2 separate regions of the Mus musculus genome follow, and region 1 is linked to region 2. A link is a contact called in public HiChIP or PLAC-seq data. All regions are on one chromosome and are shown on one strand. Each heading gives the region's core, a stretch centred on a gene start, on an enhancer-like site or on the middle of the called end of the contact. The rest is flanking DNA. Distances are from core to core; before and after follow the strand shown. Region 1 has its middle 11 kb from the start of Gm39612. Region 2 holds the start of 0610010F05Rik (RIKEN cDNA 0610010F05 gene).

Region 1 (3,334 bases), core at 108-2,607, 200 kb before region 2:
CTCAAATTTAAAATTTTTATTCTAGAAAGAATCCATTGTTTCTCATTGATTCAAGATTTCACTGAACTTGGGGAAATCACCCCTGAGAGAATGTCCAGTAATGAGAAGTCACCAGCATGTCCCATGCTTGAGCAAGTTGTCCACACACTTCACCTCTTTGAAGTCTCTACTTGCATATTTTATAGGATCAAGCCCCATTCCACAACACATATACATGTGAGATCTGTCCTTTGCTCTAAGACAGTCTCTGCCTCACATCAGGCTGAGCACCTTTGAATAAGCCATGACTCCCTGGGCCACCTTGAGTAATTTCTCTTATGTCATTAGTGATTGAAAGGAGGACCTTCTAATGTGTAGATTTCCAGAGCTAAGTCATTCCTGATTAAAAAAAAAGGGGGGGGGGTAGTGATTTCCACAAATCTTTACAGGCAAAATAAGACACCAGAGTATATGACTGATTGGTGCCTTTCATATTATCTGTACTCCTTGACGGGACATAGTCTCAATCCTCCAAAAGTTTCCCTCCACATCATCTTGTCAGTCAGTAGTCCCTCAAAGATCATTGCTACCTGCTCCTGCATTTTAATGATTGTCCCTCTGAAAAGAAAAATTCTTTTTTCAAAATCGGATTAATAGAAGATAGCAGGTAGAGGAATAGAAGGTATCCTGTAGTTTGCATTTCCACCCAGACTTCCCATGGAATCTTACAATGGTGCTTCCATCTTATGCTCAGGGGCTGCAGACATTAAGGAGGGGAGATTTTGAAAAGCATAATGGCAGACAATATTATATTTGCTGTGGGTACAGGTTGAGATGGATCTTACTCCATAGTAGCTGAATACTAATTTTCTATTAGATATTTTCTATATTTACATTTCAAATGTTATCCCCTTTCCTAGTTTCCCCTCCAAAAATCCCCAATCCCTTCCCACCTCCCCCTGCTCCACAACCCACCCACGTCCATTCCTGGTCCTGGTATCCCCTATACTGGGGCATAGAGCCTTCACAGGACCAAGGGCCTCTCCTCCCATTGACGAACAACTAGGCTATCCTCTGCTACATGTATGGCTAGAGCCACAAGTTCCTCCATGTGTTTTCTTTGATTGGTAGTATAGTTCTAAGGAGCTCTGGGGGTATTGGTAAGTTCATATTAATGTTCCTCCTATGGGGCTTCAGACCCCTAAAGCTCCCTGGGTACTTTGTCTGGCTCTTTCATTGGGGACCTTATGTTCCATCCAATGGATGACTGTGAGCATCCACTTCTGTATTTGCCAGGCACTGGCAGAGCCTCGCAGGAGACAGCTATTTCAGATTCCAGTCAGCTCTTGTTGGCATCTGGGTTTGGTGGTTGTTTATGGGGTGGATCCCCAAGTAAGTCAATCTCTGGTTGTTCCTTCAAGCTCTGCTTTGAACTTTGTCTCTGTAACTCCTTCCATGGGTATTTTGTTCCCCATTCTAAGGAGGAACGAAGTATCCACACTTTGGTCTTCCTTCTTCTTGAGTTTCATGTGTTTTGCAAATTGTATCTAGGGTATTCTAAGTTTCTGGGCTAATATCAACTCATCAGTGAGTGCGTATCATGTGTGTTCTGTTGTGATTGGGTTACCTCACTCAGGATGATATCCTCCAGATCCATCCATTTGCCTAAGAATTTCATAAATTCATAAATTCATTGGTTTTAATAGCTTAGTAATACTCCATTGTATAAATGTACCACATTTTCTGTATCTATTCTTCTGTTGAGGGACAACTGGGTTCTTTCCAGCTTCTGGCTATTATAAATAAGGCTGCTATGAACATAGTGGAGCATGTGTCTTTGTTACAAGTTGGAACATCTTCTGAGTATATTCCCAGAAGAGGTATTGCTGGATCTTCTGATAGTACTATGTCCAACTTTCTGAGGAACTGCCAGACTGATTTCCAGAGTGGTTGTACCAGCTTGCAATACCAATGAAGGAGTGTTCCTCTTTCTCCTCATCCTCGACAGCATCTGCTGTCACCTGAATTTTTGATCTTAGCCATTCTGACTTGTGTGAGGTGGAATCTCAGATTTGTTTTGATTTGCATTTCCCTGATGATTAAGGATGTTGGACATTTTTTAGGTGCTTCTCAGCCATTTAATATTCCTCAGTTGAGAATTCTTTGTTCAGCTCTATACCCAATTTTTAAAAAGGGTTGTTTAATTTTCTGGAGTCCAGCTTCTTGAGTTCTTTGTATATATTGGATATTAGTCCCCCTATAGGATTTAGGATTGGTAAAGATCCTTTCCCAATCTTTTTGTCTTATTGACAGTGTCTTTTGCCTTACAGAAGCTTTGCAGTTTTATGAGGTCCCATTTGTTGATTCTCGATATTACAGCACAAGCCATTGCTGTTATGTTCAGGAATTTTTCCCCTGTGCCCATATCTTCGAGGCTCTTCCCCACTTTCTCCTCTATAAATTTCAGTGTCTCTGGTTTTATGTGGAGTTTCTTGATCCACTTAGACTTGAGCTTTGTACAAGGAGATAAGAATGGATCAATTCACATTCTTCTACATGATAACCATCAGTTGTACCAGCATCATTTGTTGAAAATGCTGTCTCTTTTCCACTGGATGGTTTTAGCTCCTTTGTCAAAGATCAAGTGACCATAGGTGTGTGTGTTCATTTCCGTGTCTTCAATTCTATTCCATTGAACTGCCTGTCTGTCATTGTACCAGTACCATGCAGTTTTTTGGTTGTTTTTGTTTTTGTTTTATCACAATTGCTCTGTAGTACAGCTTTAGGTCACCGATGGTGATTCCACCAAAGGTTCTTTTATGTTGACAATAGATTTTGCTATCATAGTTTTTTTTGTTATTCCGATGAATTTGCAAATTGCCCTTTCTAACTCTGTGAAGAATTGAGCTTGAATTTAGATAGGGATTGCATTGAATCTGTAGATTGCTTTTGGCAAGAGATTTTTACTATATTAATCCTGCCTATCCATGAGCACGGGAGGTCTTTCCATCTTCTGAGATCTTCTTCGATTTCATTCTTCAGAGCCTTGAAGTTCTTTTTTTGTTTTTGTTTTTTTTGAGACAGGGTTTCTCTGTATAGCTCTGGCTGTCCTGGAACTCACTCTGTAGACCAGGCTGGCCTTGAACTCAGAAATTCACCTGCCTCTGCCTCCAAAGTGCTGGGATTAAAGGTGTGCGCCACCACGCCCAGCTTGGAGCCTTGAAGTTCTTATCACAGATCTTTCACTTGCTTAGTTAGAGTCACACCAAGGCATTTTATATTATTTGTGATTATTCTGAAGGGTGTTGTTTCCCTAATTTCTTTCTCATCCTGTTTATTCTTTGTGTAGAGAAAG
Region 2 (3,335 bases), core at 310-2,809:
TTAAAAAAAAGAGTAGCCGGGCATGGTGGCGCACACCTTTAATCTCACCACTCGGGAGGCAGAGGCAGGTGGATTTCTGAGTTCGAGGCCAGCCTGGTCTACAGAGTGAGTTCCAGGACAGCCAGGGCTATAAAGAGAAACCCTGTCTCGAAAAACCAAAAAAAAAAAAAAGAAAAGAAAAGAAAAAGTAATTGTATAACCTTCGTAGTGTGCCATGTTGATTAAAGTAGATAACAGATGCATACCTGGCATATATAAATGTTCCATGGATGATAGGCTTCCTTTACTGCATGCATTAATTTGACAAATGAGCCCTTCACAAGTCTGGTTACAAAAACCTGGGCATCACGAAGCATTCATAAAGCAGAAACCGTGGCTTATCTGCTGCCACACTTATCTGACTTGGAGGTCGAAAGCTCTATGTGCAGCCACTGAAGTTCAAGCTGAATGTGAACACATGTTCTCCTGAGAGCAAGACAGGGACCATTCGCTCCCAGCAGGAAGCCTGAGCCTGCGAAATGATCCAAGTGCTTCTCTCACCGTGCTACTCGGAGCTTCGCTGAGGTCTGAGGCCCATTATCAAATGTGGAAGCCTCATTCCTTGGGCATAATTTGGACTCTACCTGCACATTGAGACCACCTCCCCCCAGTGGGAAGGGAGATCTATTTGAGTGGTAGGAGGAAAGCCTTGGCAGATAAGGCGATTGAAGAGAAAACAATAAACAACAACAAAAAACAAACAAACGTTCAACTTCCTCTGGGAAACAAAAAAGAAATGAAGATTTGATCGAAACCATAACATTGAGAGTTACTTATATTCTTTTTGATATACAGCTTACACTGAATACATTGCTCGTTCTCACTGTCTCTGTCTCTGTCTCTGTCTCTCTCTCTCTCTGTCTCTCTCTCTCTCTCTCTCTCTCTCTCTGTCTCTGTCTCTCTCTGCTTGCAAACAGGTTTATTAGTGGACACTGTTTTAGTTTAATCTTGCCAGAACCATGGAGTGATTGCCAACGAAAACTCACATCTGGCCACTAATACATTTCCATCAGTGCTCTAAGACTGAACATCAATCAGCCTTCCAAGTTTAACACTGGAACATTTGCCACACTATATCTGAGAAGTCGCCAGCTTTTCAGTTTACAGTATGTTTCTAAGTCCCAGCCAACGCCCTATCCAATCATATATTTTTTCTGTTGAACCTAAGCAGCTTATAGCAAAATGAGTGACAGGGAAAGATTTATTCTTTTCATTCGAGCTCCCTTTATCTCCCACGTTCAAGATCAAGCGCTGAGGACCTAGTCGCTAAGAGACATGACGCTAAGAGAGTGGGGACGCTGCACTGCGACAGGCCAGAGAGGACGAGCCAGAGAGGGCAGGGTGAAGAGCAGGCTCTGTGCAGCGGTGGGCTGCACTCTGGCACCGCCCGCACCCGCCCACCCGCAGGATCTCGTCGCTCATTGGATGCTCTGCTGCGGCGCTAGCTTGCGATTGGCCCGGGCGCGTCGATCAGGCCCCGCCCCTCGGCGCTCTTGCTGGGCGGCTGGCTAGCGGGCGCAGGCGGGTGCGGCCGCGGCTCGTGAGGCCGCCTCAGCCTGGCGTGTGCGCCGGGTCGCGCCGTTCTGGGCGCGAGCGCGGGCGGTGCTGGCCGCTGCAGGTGACACCGGCGCGGTGAGGGCCGCCGCGGCCCTGTGGAGGTGAGAGAGACGCTGAGAGGCTGGGGCACCCACTCGGAAGCTGGAGTGGGGCGAGGGCCGGGAGCGCCGCTGCCCATCCGGGCGGGCGGACTGGCGGGCGGGCGGGCGGTGCGGGGCCCCGCTGCCCGGAAGCCCGCGGACGCCCGGGCGCTGCCTGCGGCCCCGTCCCGCCGCCGCCCTCGCCTACGCTCTTGGCGACGGAGCCCAGCTTCGGTCGCCGGACTCCGGCCCTCACAGTCCCCGCCAGGCTGCTTTCCGATGCCTTTGTCTGCTCCTCTCCAGCCCGCGCCTCGAGTCGGTGTCCACGCCGCGGAATCCCGGTCCCGAGGACGCGCCGCGCAGGGAGCCTCGGACCCGGGCTTGGAAAGGCTACTTACCCGGGTGGGCAGTGATGTCCGGTCTTTCAGAATCAGAGCCAACCGGCTGGGTCACACGTGTGGATGAGAGTCAGGAAGTCTGTTGTAGATCAGGACTAACAGCCTCCCTCTGCTGTGCCAGAGGCCTTCCACCTGTCCCTGTGACCACCCCCCACCTCCACTCCCTCCTCTGCCTAGGGAAAGATCAAGAGCCCCCTTTTCATTGAAAAATGAAAAGCAGATGCTTGTCCATATGAATAAGCCAAAATAAGGAATAGGTTATGTTCTTTAAAGGTGTAAAATGTTAAAACAATAGAATTTTTATATTTTAGTAAATAATGTTATTTATTTACTAAATATATTATACCTTAAACACTTTTAAAGTATGGTGTCATGCATGAGAGGATAATTTTGAGTTTTAGATATTTTCTTTTGGTCATAGTTTTTTATACGTTTATACCTTTCTCCAGAATGAGATGCATGTGCCAGCTGTTCTAAGACTGTATGTTATTCATACCCTAAAGGAAACATTCTCAGAGATTAGTTTAACTAGAATACACAGTAGTTTTTTTCCCTTGATTGGAAAGATTCAATTGTGTCAACAGAAAAAAAATTCACACCCAAGTTACTTAAATCATCCATTACCACGAATAAATGAGTATTATATTTGAAATATACAAGTTTTTAAGAATTTGATGGAGACATCTTTCTTGTTATTTTAATTAAGTGCTGGGAACTTAGCTCATTTGTGGAGTACACTGCCACCACCACCACCAAAAACAGAAAATAAATTTTAATTAAATATCTGAAAGTTAAAAGTGAAAAAGCAGCACACAAGGGGTCTTTGTCTTGAGTTCTACTTTAAACTGTTTAGTCGCCTTTTCTCCTTTCCAGTGCTGGTTGTCCAACCCAGGGCCTCGCACATCTCCATTCCCATCCTAAACGTCTTCCTAAGGTCCAAACAAATTATAATTAAACACCGCTTTCCAAATCATTTGTCCTCAGGAAAAGGAATGCACACATTACCCATGTAAGCAGAGAACAACATTTTGTTCACTGAAGATTAAGATTCCACATTATTTAATGTGTGTACTTAAATATTCATATAAATTGTAAATCTTCAGCTTGGAGTGGGTTCCAAAAGATACATTGTTTCTTTAAGGCTTTGAGACTTTATTAAGTCAGCAAACATTTTTTGGCACTATCTGTTTTGCTGGGGTTTTTTTTTGTTTGTTTGTTTGTTTTTTTTTGAGGAATCAAAGAGCTGAGTGTGTCTGAACAC

Evidence for each region. HiChIP or PLAC-seq counts read pairs in DNA pulled down with a chosen protein or histone mark.
Region 1: a contact with region 2 is called in an H3K4me3 HiChIP or PLAC-seq map of bone marrow-derived macrophages, with 7 times the contacts expected there. The contact joins the enhancer-like site here to the promoter of 0610010F05Rik in region 2. A contact is called at or near these places in 4 of 115 datasets of contacts at active chromatin or transcription factors (the 230-238 cell line, bone marrow-derived macrophages, embryonic stem cells and 1 more) and 2 of 9 other capture datasets (adipose tissue and liver).

What each region holds. Positions count from the first base shown.
Region 1 is chr11:23,828,519-23,831,852 of GRCm38.p6, reverse strand. No RefSeq gene overlaps it. Among named protein-coding and RNA genes, the nearest start is that of Gm39612, 11 kb to the right of the region's middle. Within about 2 kb of position 1,357, at least 5 of the 459 cell types and tissues checked have an H3K27ac peak or open chromatin away from gene starts, as enhancers often do. A contact at or near this core is called in bone marrow-derived macrophages and microglia, where this site is marked.
Region 2 is chr11:23,631,855-23,635,189 of GRCm38.p6, reverse strand. It overlaps 0610010F05Rik (RIKEN cDNA 0610010F05 gene), which reads left to right and starts at 1,559. Exons shown (of 22, transcript NM_027860.3): 1 at 1,559-1,697.